3 separate regions of the Sus scrofa genome follow, and regions 1 and 2 are each linked to region 3. A link is a contact called in public Hi-C and HiChIP or PLAC-seq data. All regions are on one chromosome and are shown on one strand. Each heading gives the region's core, a stretch centred on a gene start, on an enhancer-like site or on the middle of the called end of the contact. The rest is flanking DNA. Distances are from core to core; before and after follow the strand shown. Region 1 holds the start of TMEM161A (transmembrane protein 161A). Region 2 holds the start of RFXANK (regulatory factor X associated ankyrin containing protein). Region 3 holds the start of TSSK6 (testis specific serine kinase 6).

Region 1 (4,372 bases), core at 258-2,757, 320 kb before region 3:
TCCAACTCCGCTCCTCAGCCCTCAAGGCCCCGCGGACCCAGCTCAGGACCACCCTGCCTCATTGCCCTGCGCTCTCCCCCAACCCCCAGCAGCCCCCCTCAGAGGCCCTCCAGGGCCCCCAGTTCTCCATCACTGACCCCATTACTCTCCGACACCTTCCCAAGGAGGAGACCTATGGTTCAAACTGCGGTCCCAATACCTAGGAGAGGAAGGACGGTAGGAAGGAGAGGGAGAAAAAGGAGGGAGAAGTAGAGGCTTCAGAAGGATGGATGTTAGGATGAAGGAGTATGAGAAGGGAAGGGGGAAGGCAGGCATTCATTCCTCCACCTAGGCTCCAGAGGTCTATCCAGGGCCACCCCCATTAGCCTCCAGTCTTGGGTCCACGCTCTGCAGATCTCCAAAAATCTCTGGAACCTCCCATCAGCCCATGTCCCTTCCCTGTTTAAAGCCCCTTCAATGGACCTATGATCCCAGAATCTTGCCAAGTAACATCAATGTGACTTTCCTCCATTCCGTTTCTGAGAGCCCTTCCTCTCACCGTTCACAGCGTCCAGAACCCAGGCCTGGAACATCATCCATTTTCATCAACCAGTTCCATCAATGCTCTTACTTCAGACCCACCTAAAACGTCCCTTCTCTGGGACGCCCACCCCCAACCCAACCAAGATGAAGCTGCCTTCCCACCCCTCCAGCCTATCTTTCCCTCTGTCCAGTCCAAACTCGGGGTTGGGGCGGGGAGGTTGGGGGGGGGGGCGGTTCCTCCCTCTTCTGGCACCAGCCCAGCCCACAGGGGCCAGGCTAAGCTTGAAGAATAAACGCAATGGGTTGGACCCAGAACTGCGTGAGACCTGAGGGTTTCAAATGTGATGTCTCCAATTCTGGGATCCTCACCTACTCTGAAGCCAGAGCCCCTTGTCATGGCCCCCTCCTCTAAGGATTCTCCCTGGTCCTTCTGCACACCTCATACGAGTAGGTACCCCCGATGGACCCTGTCAGCGCGGCCCCCACAGCTCCCACAGGACAACATCCCCAGAGTGGGCCCAGCAGGACCCAAGATCTCCCTCGAGGGGCTCTGAATGTGTTCAGATCCCCAGTACCTTCCATGGACGAACCCTCAGCAGAACCAGTCTCCTAGAGGGCCCCCCCAGGGACTCGTCAGAAGCCCAGAATTGCTCAGAGCCTTCAAGTCTCCTTGCACAATCCCCGAACCCTTCATAGGTCCCGTAGCGAGATCCTGACTCCAAAGAGGGACACATGGCCCTCAGCGCGACCCAGAGTTCCTCAAAGCACTCAACCCCCACAAAAGGTTCCCCGTCTCCTCAATGTCTCCCGGGATCCCCTTGGCGGAATCCCAGGCCCTCAGGGCGCCCCCCATGCTAGGAGATGCCGGCTCACCATGTTGCCGGCGGGAGCGCGGTGCTGGGACCCACGGGCCTGAAGCTCCGAGCTCCTTGCGGAACTCGGCCATTCAGAACACTACTTTGGTATGACAAGCAGCCCATCCAACCAATCATCACGCTTGGAGCCGGGGCAAATCACTAGGGACAAGGAGTCGCTCGCGTTGCATGTCGGAAGTTGTAGTTCGAAGGCGCTCGGTGAGCTTAGGCAGAGGTTGAGTCCAGACTGTCTCTGCGACCCCTGTGTGGCCGCTGTCTCTAAAACTCAATTTCCTCACCTGCACGTATTTAGCAAGTCTGAGGCGAATACACTCATTTACCCACGTACTGCAGAACTCCCTTGATTAAGAACATCTGGTGGCAAAAAAAAAAAAAAAAAAAAGAGTTCCAGTTGTGGCTCTGTGGCTTAAGAACCCAGCATAGTGTCCCTGAGGATGGAGCTTTGATCCCTTGCCTCACTCAGTGGGTTTAGGATCCTTGCCCGTTGCCGCAAGCTACTGACAAGTCGCAGACGTGGCTAGGACTCCACCCTTGCTGTGGCACAGGCCCCCAACTGCAGCAGCTCTGAATAGACCCCCAACCTGGAAACTTCCATATGCCTCAGGCTCAGCTGTTAAAAAAGAAAAAAGAATTCGGTGGCTCCCACTGAATAGACTCCCAGTTGTTCAAACTGAATTCAGACCCCTCTGCCTGCCTGCAATCTACTGCCAACGCTATTACATGCAGATAATACAGCTAGCCACCATCTATGCTTTCTCACATCTCCAGTCCTCTGTAAATGCCATCTTCCATCTTGGAGTGGCTCCTTTCTCATTGTTTTTCACCTGGCAAAAGCCTTTTTCATTTCCATCAGCCAGAACTCTGGTTTCAAGGGGGAAGAAAAAATCCAACTTAAAAAGTCTCCAGCAAAAGGGAAAATTTTGGCTCATGTAACAGAAAACTGGAGTTTCCAGGTGGCTCAGAGGGTTAAAGATCTGGCATTGTCACTGCTGTGGCTCTGGTTACTGCTGTGGCTCAGGTTTGATCCCTGGCTCAGGAAACTATATGACTTGGGTGCAGCCAATTAACAAAAATTTATTTATTTATTTATTTATTTTTTGTCTTTTCTGGGGCTGCTCTCGTGGCATATGGAGGTTCCCAGGCTAGGGGTCTAATCGGAGCTGTAGACGCCTGCCTACACCAGAACCACAGCAATGCCAGATCTGAGCTGCGTCTACAAGCTATACCACAGCTCATGGCTACGCCGGATCCTTAACCCACTGATCAAGGCCAGGGATCAAACCCACAACCTCATGGTTCCTAGTCGGATTCATTAACCACTAAGCCATGATGGGAACTCCAAATCTGGACATATTGTATGCGTTTGACTAAATGTCTGAGAGTCTTTGTGTTCCCATTGTGGCACAGTGGTTAACGAATCCGACTAGGAACCATGAGGTTGCAGGTTCAATCCCTGGCCTTGCTCAGTGGGTTAAGGATCCGGCGTTGCCATGAGCTGTGGTGCAGGTCGCAGGTGCAGCTCAGATCCTGCGTTGCTGTGACTGTGGTGTAGGCCAGTGGCTACAGCTCCAATTAGACCCCTAGCCTGGGAACCTCTATCTACCGTGGGAAGTGGCACTGGAAAAAGGCAAAAAGACAAAAAAAAAAAAAATGTCTGAGAGTCTTTATGGGGCCTGTGAGTAGATCCTGTATTGTTGATTGCCTTGTCTCTGTGGGTGTTTTTGTCTTGTTTATTAGCACATGTGCGTGTCTGTTTGCAGGAGATTTGCTCTTTGTGACTTTGGTCCTCTGGACTCAGTGTGTTGGCCTGAGAGAGCATGGGTGACAGTGGTAGTGAGGGTCACTGGGATTTCCCAGGACCTACATGGGGATGGTGAGATGCCCCTCAGGACTACAACATCCAGATGGGCCCCAGGGAAACTGAAGTTTGGAGGAGGGTTTCAGAAAAAGAGGACCAAGAAAAAAAAGAGTAGGGTCATTATCTGCAGGCCCACTATGTGCCAGGCTGAGGGCAGAGCTCACTCAAGTGCTCCCTCCAGCAGATTAGAGTGGTGGGATGATTGTCTCCATTAAATTGATGAAGACACTGAGGCTCTGAGAGGCCCAAGGCTCTCCTTTGAACCCTGACTTTGCCCCTGGACGTAGGGTTTATGAGTCCAGGTGGCACAGCAGCCCCATGTCTTGAGTCATGGGAGCTGACACACACTTGGACCCCAGGAGCTCTGCATCTTCCCTCTGCAGCCTCCCCATTGCAGAAAAGGCAGCTCTGCCCCTGGCCCAGGTGTTTATACTCAAACTCTGAAGTTGGCCTTGAAGTCTCACTCACAATCTATGCCTGATCTGTTAGACTCTCCTGATGGCTTCACCTTCCAAGTGTAACCATTGTCCTATCCAGCCTCGCTTCCTACACAGCCTCCACCCAGTCCGGCCTCCATCATCTCCGACCTTCAGTCTCTTCTTGCCTGGTCTTCTGTGGCTTCCATTTCCCATTCTCGCCCCATCCCCACAGTCCACTGTTTTCCCCTAGCCATTTGAGGTCACCCATTAACATTTAAGCCAGACTATGTCCCTCCCTTGCTCATAACCATCCACAGCTCCCATCTCATGCACAGCAAATGCCAAAGTCTTCTCTTGGTCGATGTCCCACATCCTTTATTCTTTGCTCAGCATCTCAGTTCTGGTTCTACATTGATTGTTTCTCACCTTCTATTCTACACTGGATATTCATGTTGTCTGTTCTCCATTGGACATTCTTTTTTTACGCATTCTTTGGTGTGTGTTTTTTTTTTAAGGTTTCCATATTTTATTTTATTTTATTTTACTTTATTTTATTTGTCTTTTTTAGGGCTGTCCCTGTGGCATATGGAGTTCCCTGGGCTAGGGGTTGAATCGGGATCTGTAGCCACTGGCCTACGCCACAGCCACAGCAACGCCAGATCTGAGCTGCATCTGTGACCTACACCATGGCTCAGGGC
Region 2 (4,095 bases), core at 1,510-4,009, 270 kb before region 3:
AGAAACACTCCAATGACTGGAGTTGCTGTCGTGGTGCAGTGGTTAACGAATCCAACTAGGAACCATGAGGTTGTGGGTTTGATCCCTGGCCTCGTTCAGTGGGTTAAGGATCCAGTGTTGCCCAGAGCTGTGGTGTAGGCTGCAGATGCATCTCGGATCTGGTGTTGCTGTGGCTCTGGCATAGGCCAGCAGCTACCGCTCCTATTAGACCCCTAGCCTGGGAACCTCCATATGCTGCAGATGGGGCCCTCAAAAGACAAAAAGACAAAAAAAAGGAAAAGAAACACTTTGATGACTCCCACAAGCCAGAAAAATAAATCTGCCTTCTTTAACATGGCCCAGAAGACCCTGTATGTACTGCTTCCTGTTGCCCTGCCCTGCCCTCTGGCCCTTAGCCCTAGGCACAGGGGCCTCTTGTCTGGTCCTCGGCACTCTCAGCACTGTCCAAAAGAACTTTCCGAGATGATGGAAAGATTATACAGTCTATACTGCCCAAGGTGGTAGCCACTAGTCACATAAATCCACTGAGCACTTGAAATGTGACTGATGTGACTCAGAAACCAAACGTTTAATTTTAGGAGCTCCCGCTGTGGTACAATGGGATAAGCAGCATATTGGGAGCCCTGGGACATGGGTTCGATCCCCGGCACGGCACAGTGGGTTAAGGATCTCGTGTTGCCGCAGCTGCAGCTTAGTTTGTGGTTTGGCTCAGATCTGACCCCTGGCCTGGGAGCTCCATATGCTTCAGGGTGGCAAACAAACAAACAAAAAAAAAACCTTTAAATTTTACCTAATTTTAATTAATTTAAATACACATAAATACCTAGTCACTCCTGTATTGCAGCACAGATCTGAACACTGCCACCTCAGCATTTTGTACCTGTTGTTCCTGCCACTGCCACTGCCACTGCCCCCACTCCCACACATACCCCTCATTTCTCTTCAACCCTCATGTCTCAGCTCAAATGTCACTTTCTGGCCAAAGCCTTCCCTGGTCACCAAGATTAATCAGATATCCCTTCAATCTCCTTCTCAACCTTTGTTTATTTCCCTTGTACTTAAAATTCTCGTTCTTTATTAGGTTACGTCCATACCTAAAACTTGATTTGTGAGGGCAGGAGTTTCTCTGAGCCTCGGTTTCCTCACCTGTAAAAATGGAATGATAACAGTTCCTACCTCAAGGTTTGCTACACAGATGGATATCATGCTATTGCTCAGGCAGTGAAGCTGCTGAAGGAGAGAAACCATGTGTGTCTGGGAGTCGAGGGAGGTTGTGCATGGGTCTGTCCAGTTTGTGAGGGTCCAGTTTGCTGCTGTGTCCTGACTGGGGCAGAGCCCAGACTGCCACCTCCAAACTGTGTGTCCTCTTAGGCCTCATTTTGAAAATTAGCACAGTAGAAAAAGCTTACACCTCACAGTGCTGTTATGAAGGATGTGGAATGAAATGTATTTGTGACTTATAAACAATTAATTTAATAAGTAATAATGTACATGATGAAGTAACATAGATACTAATACGTTAAAAATAGCTTGTAGCATTTTGTAATTTCTAACTATGTGACTTACAAATAGTTTATAAGTCAATGTAAACATAAACGAATGTGTAAGTACAAAGGAAACAATATACGCAGCAAATGCCACGCCCCAAACGTTCTTGCAATGCTTTACAAATAATCAGGTTACTTAATTCTCGCAACAATTTTATGGGAGGAAGGAGGAGGACTATTATACTCCCCATTCCACAGATGAGAAAATCGAGACACAGACTTCCCAAAGGTTTTCAAAACTACTCAGCGGCCGAGCCGGGATTCCGTGGCAGTTTAATCACTGACCCCAAACTCTCCTTCCATGCCTTGGCCCCCTCCTGTCCCCAGTCAGGTCGCCCTTTCGCGAGTTCCTAACCCTTCCACCCCGCCTGGGCCCCCGCACCACCTTTCTTCCCCTTGAGCTGCATCTCTGGTTCCTCCATAGCGGCCTCGGCCCTATTCGGAGGGCCGGAACCGGAAGTTTGGAGGTGGGGATAACTGCCTAAACCTTCCCTACGAAACAGGGCGCCTCACATCAGTTCCAGTACTAATTGGCCTACTCTGTTCAACCTTTCCTCTGCCCTGACAGGAAAGGGGCCCTGAGTGAGGGACTCGGGGAAAAAGGGAGGTGGGTGTTCAGAGGGCGGAGATTCCCTGAACTTCCAGGAGGGACACCCCGTCGGAGGGAGGGGCGAGTGCTCCCTCGCTCACGGAACTCTTTTCCCGAGGCAGACAATTTGGGGGAACACCCTACACGTTGCCCAGTTCGGGTCATATAAACTCCCTTCTTATATCCCCCCTGCTGCCACCAAATTCCTGCACATGCTCCTGAGCCCTCAGGACCGCAGAGGGGACACTGTTATGGCGTGGGGGGAAGGGAGGCAGTGGCGTCGTCCCTTTAAATCCTGGACGCCCTGCCTACTTCCATCCGGCTCTCCTACAGTAGAAAGCTAGTTTGTGCGAAGGCGGAGCCTATAGGTTGCAGCTAGAAAAACCTGCGGGCGGAGTTGGCGGTGAGGGAAGACAAGGGCAGGGAACTCTGGGGTGCTCTTCGAGGCCCCGCCCATCCCTCACGACCCTTCTGGGCTCCCTCCGGAGCCTCGGGGACGAGCATGCGCAGGCGCAATTGCACGGCTCTTGCCCCAGTGGAAGCAACGCCTCTCCCCCAATCCTTAAAGGGCCAGAAGCAGCTATATCGCTCCAGCTCTTCCGCACTTTTGGGGGGCGGGGTGCGCAGGCGCAGTGGGGGGAACGCTAGGGTGGGGGTAGCGGTCGCGTATCAAGTTGCTCTCTGTCCCGGCAGAAGAAGCCAAGGCGCAGAGGGTCCAGGCTCCATCTTGCTCCCTCCTACATCGGTTGGAAGAGAAAAGTTTGTGAATTGGACCCCCAAGTTTGGGGGAACTCGAGCTTGCGACGTAGGGTAACAGAGGAGGCTCGTGGGAGGTGAGTGGACCCCCTAGATCGGTTTAGGAGGGGCAGGTGGGATGCAAACAATCACATCTTTGTTGAACCCTCACTCATTCCGGGAATTTACCCCACCCCCACTCCCAAAAAAAACATAGCGAACGTTTATTAGGCTCTGCCTGTGTATCAGGTATCCTGCTCCGATATTTACAGACATGATTTTTTTTTTTTAGATCTTATTTCCCTATTTTATTAATGAAGAAACTGAGGCTGAGAAAAGTTAAGTCATGTGCCCAAGTTTTCACAGCCTAAAAGTGGAGGGACTCAAACCCAGGTAGCTGACCCCAGAGTCAGGGCTTTTAAGTCACGCAGGTTCCATGTGATCTGGTGGTGGGGAGTAGTGGGCCTGAGAAGCAGTTGGACTCTGGTTTTAATTTCCTGGCTGAGTCCAAGTTGACTTAACCTCACTGTGCAAGCCTGTGTATGCAGTCAGTGCCTACTTAATGAGTTGTTGATAATTATTGCCATCTTTACCTGTTGGACCCTTCCACCAGCTTCCCCCATGGAGCCCACCCACCCTGCAGAGGATCTCAGCCTGACCCAGCAGGCTTCCACCCCAGAATTTGGGGACCCAGAAGACCCCAGGGATGAGGCCCCTGACAGTTCAGACACTGTGGTCCTCAGTCTTTTCCCCTGCACCCCAGAGCCTGGGATTGCTGAACCAGATGCTGGCACCTCCTCACCTCAGGGTAGGATACCTCCCCTGTGCTCCTGCTTGTGGGATGCAAGAACGGTGGAATGTTGGGCTCAAGATGGGACCTCTGTCTTTCTGACCCATCACCTAGGACATGTCTTGTCTCTCTACCCAGTGAGGGATTGTTAATTTATTTTTTGTTTTTGTTTTGCGGGGGAGGATTGGTCTTTTTTAGGGCCACACCCATGGCATATGGAAGTTCCCAGGTTAGGGGTTGAATCAGAGCTGCAGCTGCCGGCCTATGCCACAGCCACAGCAGTGCCAGATTTGAGTGGCGTCTGTGACCTACACCACAGCTCACGGCAATGCTGGATCCTTAACCCACTGAGTGAGGCCAGGGATCGAACCCACATCCTCATGGACACTACTCAGGATTATTACTGTTTAGCCACAACAGGGACTTCTTTTTTT
Region 3 (3,927 bases), core at 733-3,232:
CCTTGGAGTTCCCGTCATGGCGCAGTGGAAATGAAACTGTGAGGTTGTGGGTTCGATCCCTGGCCTCACTCAGTGGGTTAAGGATCCAGAGCTGCCCCGAGCTGTGGGCATAGGCGGCAGATGCGGCTTGGATCTGGTGTTGCTGTGGCATAGGCTGACAGCTGTAGCTCTGACTAGACCCCTGCCTAGGAACCTCCATATATTGCAGCTGCAGCCCTAGCAAAACAAACAAACAAACAAACAACAGACTTCTACCCTCACCAAACAAGGGGCCCTCACTAAGGAGAGCTTCCTCCACCTCCCTGCCGCACTTCTTACACATCCGGGTGCAAATCTCAGCTGTTCTTGGGCAAGTGATACCTGTCTGGGCCTCAATTTCCTCTTTTGGAAATGCTCAGTTTCTGTAGAGACAGGCGGCCCCTATCCCTCGCCGGTCCACCCTTAAACACCAAAAGGGTGCTGGGGTCCTTTTGCTTCCCAGTTCATCATCTCCATTCCCAGGACCATCGTCACACTGGAGATGATTCCAAAGCCCCTTCAAGTCTGCCTAAGGTGGGAAGCCCAAAAGGCGGGGGTTCAAATCCTCCCAACTCCTTTTTTCTTAGAGCAAGAACCTCCACAAGCCTTTTCCTAAAATAGAAAGCCTGTCCCCGGGGAGGGATCCCCTCCCGCTAAGCTCCATAAAAGCGGGCCATTGCTAGAGCCAGGTGCTAGAAAGAGCGAGTTTATTGCAAATTCCAAGGGAGGCAGCACCTGCAGCGCGCCCTCCCTCACTGGCATGCGCGTCTGGCTGGGGACCGAGGCTCTCCGCGGACGACCGCTCGCCAGCAGTTGCTCTAAGCAGGCACCGTCCCTCGCGTAGCCGTCGCTCATTCCGCATGGCGCAAAATTTCTCTCTCCTCTTGTCCGGGTCCCTCTCTGGGCTTCTCTTGGGGTATAGAGGAAGGGCATGAGCCCTCCCGCTCTTGGGATTGTGGAGGAGGAGCTAGATTCCGAACAAGGGCCACCGAGGCCCCCGGCATCGAAAGAATTGGGATGAGGGGAAGGGCGCGTGCGCAGCGGTGCGCGGCGGCTTCGCAGAACTCCGGAAGCGCGCTTCTTGCGCGTACGCTGCGCTTGCGCAGTGCTCGGGGCAGCGGGAATAGTGGGAACCCCGGCTTCTAGCCGGAGTCCCCAGCACGCAGCCAGCCGTTGCGCGCTACTTGGCCGGCGGAGGGCCTAGCCGACGGGCTGAACTGCAGCAACTCGGCGATCAGGGCCTTGCAGCGTTCGGACAGCTCGAGGCCGTCAGGGTAGAGAACGCCGCGCTTCTGGCGCCTGGGCAGGCCAGCGATATCGGAGTCGTCAAAGGGCATACACCCGGTGACCATGACGTAGAGCACGACGCCCAAGCTCCACACGTCGTACTTCTTGGGGTCGTAGGGGATGCCCAGGAGTACCTCGGGCGATGCGTAGGCGGCTGAGCCGCAATATGTGGTGCTTAGATCCGGGTAGCCGTGCGCCTGTCGGCCGAAGCCGAAGTCGGTAAGCTTGACGCGGCGCTCATCAGGGCTCAGCAGCACGTTTTCGCACTTGAGGTCGCGGTGCACCAGGTGGTGGTCGTGCAGGTAGCGCACAGCACCGGCGATCTGCGCGAAGAGGTCGCGCGCCTGCCCCCCTGGGATGCGCCCGTTGCGCTGCACGGCCTGCAGTAGGTCGGTGGCGGCCGCCTCCATCACGATGTACAGCTTCCCGTTGCACACCTCGATGAACTCGAAGACGTGCACGATGTGCGGGTGCCGCACGCCCCGAAGGATGGACAGCTCTCGTGGCAGGAACTTGTTGACGAAGTCGGGCGGCGCGCGCCGCCGGTCCACCACCTTGATGGCCACTGTGCCCTTGTACTTCTTGGATGTAGCCACCTTTACCTTGGAATAACTGCCCTCGCCTATTGTGCGGCCCAGCTTATAGCCGAGTTCGCTCAGAAGTTTGTCGCCCGACATGGTGGCGCCTGGGGCGCGTGGGGAGCAGGAGACGGCTGCTGTCGGGGGGCGGCCGGACTCCGATCTCGGGCCTAACCCATGGCGCTTGGCACCTGCACACCCGCACCCCCATGTGCCCACTCCCGGGCCCCCGCCGCCGCGGTGCCTTTTATTGCCCAGGTAACAATTTCTGCCTTGTGAAGTGACTGCGGGCGTCACCCCGCCTCGGGGTGGGGGCCCCCAGACCCTGTCCTGTGGTGCTCCCTAAGACCGTAGGGCTTTGTGACTCATAATCGCTCCGAATGGTTCAGTTCCTGATGAGAGGACACTATCAAGGGGTCCCTACCACTAGAAGTGGAATCCGTGCCCAGGATTGGGGCAGCTCATGGCGTCCGAAGCTGAGGAGCAGCCGACCCCCAACTTCATGTGCCCAGCCCAGACCCTGAGGAGGCCCCCCAAGGGGAGAAAATGGGAAAGAGACCTGGCTCCATCCGGCGCTTGGGGATTGTCTGGTCTGCACGTCGTCTCATAGGGAAGGTGAATGGGAAGTGCTTTGGTGCAAAGACCCTGGCGCCCTAGCCTGTTGAGGGCGTTGACATTGATTGAGCCACGCCCTATTTGGGAGCCGATACTCTTTGGCTGCAGCTAGGCGGCACAGTCATTGTCCCGCCCAGCTGCCGGAGCTTTACCACGCGCTGGGGTAGGTGCAGCAGAGCGCCAGGTTTCCCGGCTAGGTCCTAGACCTGCGCGGCAGCTTCCGCCACGCTCCTTATGGTGGAGGCATACGTTGTGTAACTTCCTTTCCCGACCGGAAGTGCAAGGTACTGCAAGTATGGCGGCATCGAAGGTGAAGCAGGACATGCCCCCACCAGGGGGCTATGGCCCTATCGACTACAAGCGGAACCTCCCACGTCGAGGACTGTCGGGTCAGTGTCGTCCTGTGCCGGGGTGTCAGGGTCTAGGCCCTCTGGGCGCCGCGGCGGGGTTGGGACGCGGGGAGTCTAGCGCGCCTGCTTTTTCCCCGGGATCCCAGATACCTTCACTAGTGACATTAAGAACAACTGCTGCAGTTTGTTCGAGCGTTTACCAAGCCCTTTACATCTTTCTCGTTAACAGCCCAGGAGGCCAGTCCTGTTAATTATTCCCACTTCGTAATTAAACAGATTAATTTTTTAACCCGTGCGGAGAGCCTTCCGCCACGCTCTCGGTTCACTGGTGGGGAAACAGACCCGAGAGAGGATGTGACCTCCCACCAGGGCCATCCAGAGCAAAGCTGGGGCTGAAACCCGGAATACTGAGGGAATTTTAAAGATGTTCTGTGCGGTGGTTCCTCGCTGGGGGCCCCACCTGCAGGATATCCCAGGAATATGCATCCTTAAAATTTTTTGTTGGGTAAAATGTAAGAGAGAAAGTAAAAGGCACCCATACTCTGCACTCAGGATTAACGGAGAAATACAGAAAATGTAAAGAAGAGTTAAGAATACTTTGTTGTAACTCATTGAACTTTACATTTAAAAGTGCGTCCTGTGCACATTTTGCCTCAATTAAAAGGCAAAAAAATTCATAGGCAAAAAAAGTTCTAATTCAGATAGTGAAAAATTCATGTACTCAAGTCCTTCTCTGCCCTTTCTTGGCTTTTTTGTAATGTGGAACCAAGGTTGACAAACTTTTTATGTAAAGAGCCAGATAAATATTTCATGCTTTGCTGGCCAGGTGGTCTTTGCTGCTACTGCTTTACTGCTTTACAGCTTTACAAACCCAAGTGTTCCTAGCCAGAGGGCTATAGAAAAATAGGTTACAGGCTAGGTTTGGCACCACATGGGCACTCAATTCGCACCACATGGGAACTCAACAAGCCAGTACACCCCTTGAGTGTGTGGCATGAGGTTTGTCTATACATGTATACTTTTTTTTTTTTTTTTTTTTGTCTTTTGTCTTTTAGGGCCACACCTGTGGCATATGGAGA

What was found. Hi-C and Micro-C count contacts between places; a contact is called where the count stands out from the background. HiChIP or PLAC-seq counts read pairs in DNA pulled down with a chosen protein or histone mark.
Region 1: a Hi-C map of skeletal muscle shows a contact between it and region 3, with 3 times the contacts expected there. The contact joins the promoter of TMEM161A here to the promoter of TSSK6 in region 3. A contact is called at or near these places in 7 of 47 Hi-C or Micro-C datasets (alveolar macrophages, brain, fetal liver and 4 more).
Region 2: an H3K27ac HiChIP or PLAC-seq map of alveolar macrophages shows a contact between it and region 3. The contact joins the promoter of RFXANK here to the promoter of TSSK6 in region 3. A contact is called at or near these places in 2 of 5 promoter capture datasets (fetal skeletal muscle and liver) and 1 of 2 datasets of contacts at active chromatin or transcription factors (alveolar macrophages).

Annotation. Positions count from the first base shown.
Region 1 is chr2:58,725,873-58,730,244 of Sscrofa11.1, reverse strand. TMEM161A (transmembrane protein 161A) reads right to left here and starts at 1,507. Exons shown (of 12, transcript XM_021083443.1): 1 at 1,396-1,507. The coding sequence starts at 1,398.
Region 2 is chr2:58,682,443-58,686,537 of Sscrofa11.1, reverse strand. RFXANK (regulatory factor X associated ankyrin containing protein) reads left to right here and starts at 2,759. Exons shown (of 9, transcript NM_001243347.1): 1 at 2,759-2,969; 2 at 3,485-3,679. The coding sequence starts at 3,493. It overlaps BORCS8 (BLOC-1-related complex subunit 8), which reads right to left and starts at 2,030. Exons shown (of 7, transcript XR_300545.3): 1 at 1,933-2,030.
Region 3 is chr2:58,409,177-58,413,103 of Sscrofa11.1, reverse strand. It overlaps TSSK6 (testis specific serine kinase 6), which reads right to left and starts at 1,982. Exons shown (of 1, transcript NM_001287411.1): 1 at 1,161-1,982. The coding sequence starts at 1,982. The coding sequence ends at 1,161. It overlaps NDUFA13 (NADH:ubiquinone oxidoreductase subunit A13), which reads left to right and starts at 2,690. Exons shown (of 5, transcript NM_001244646.1): 1 at 2,690-2,887. The coding sequence starts at 2,794.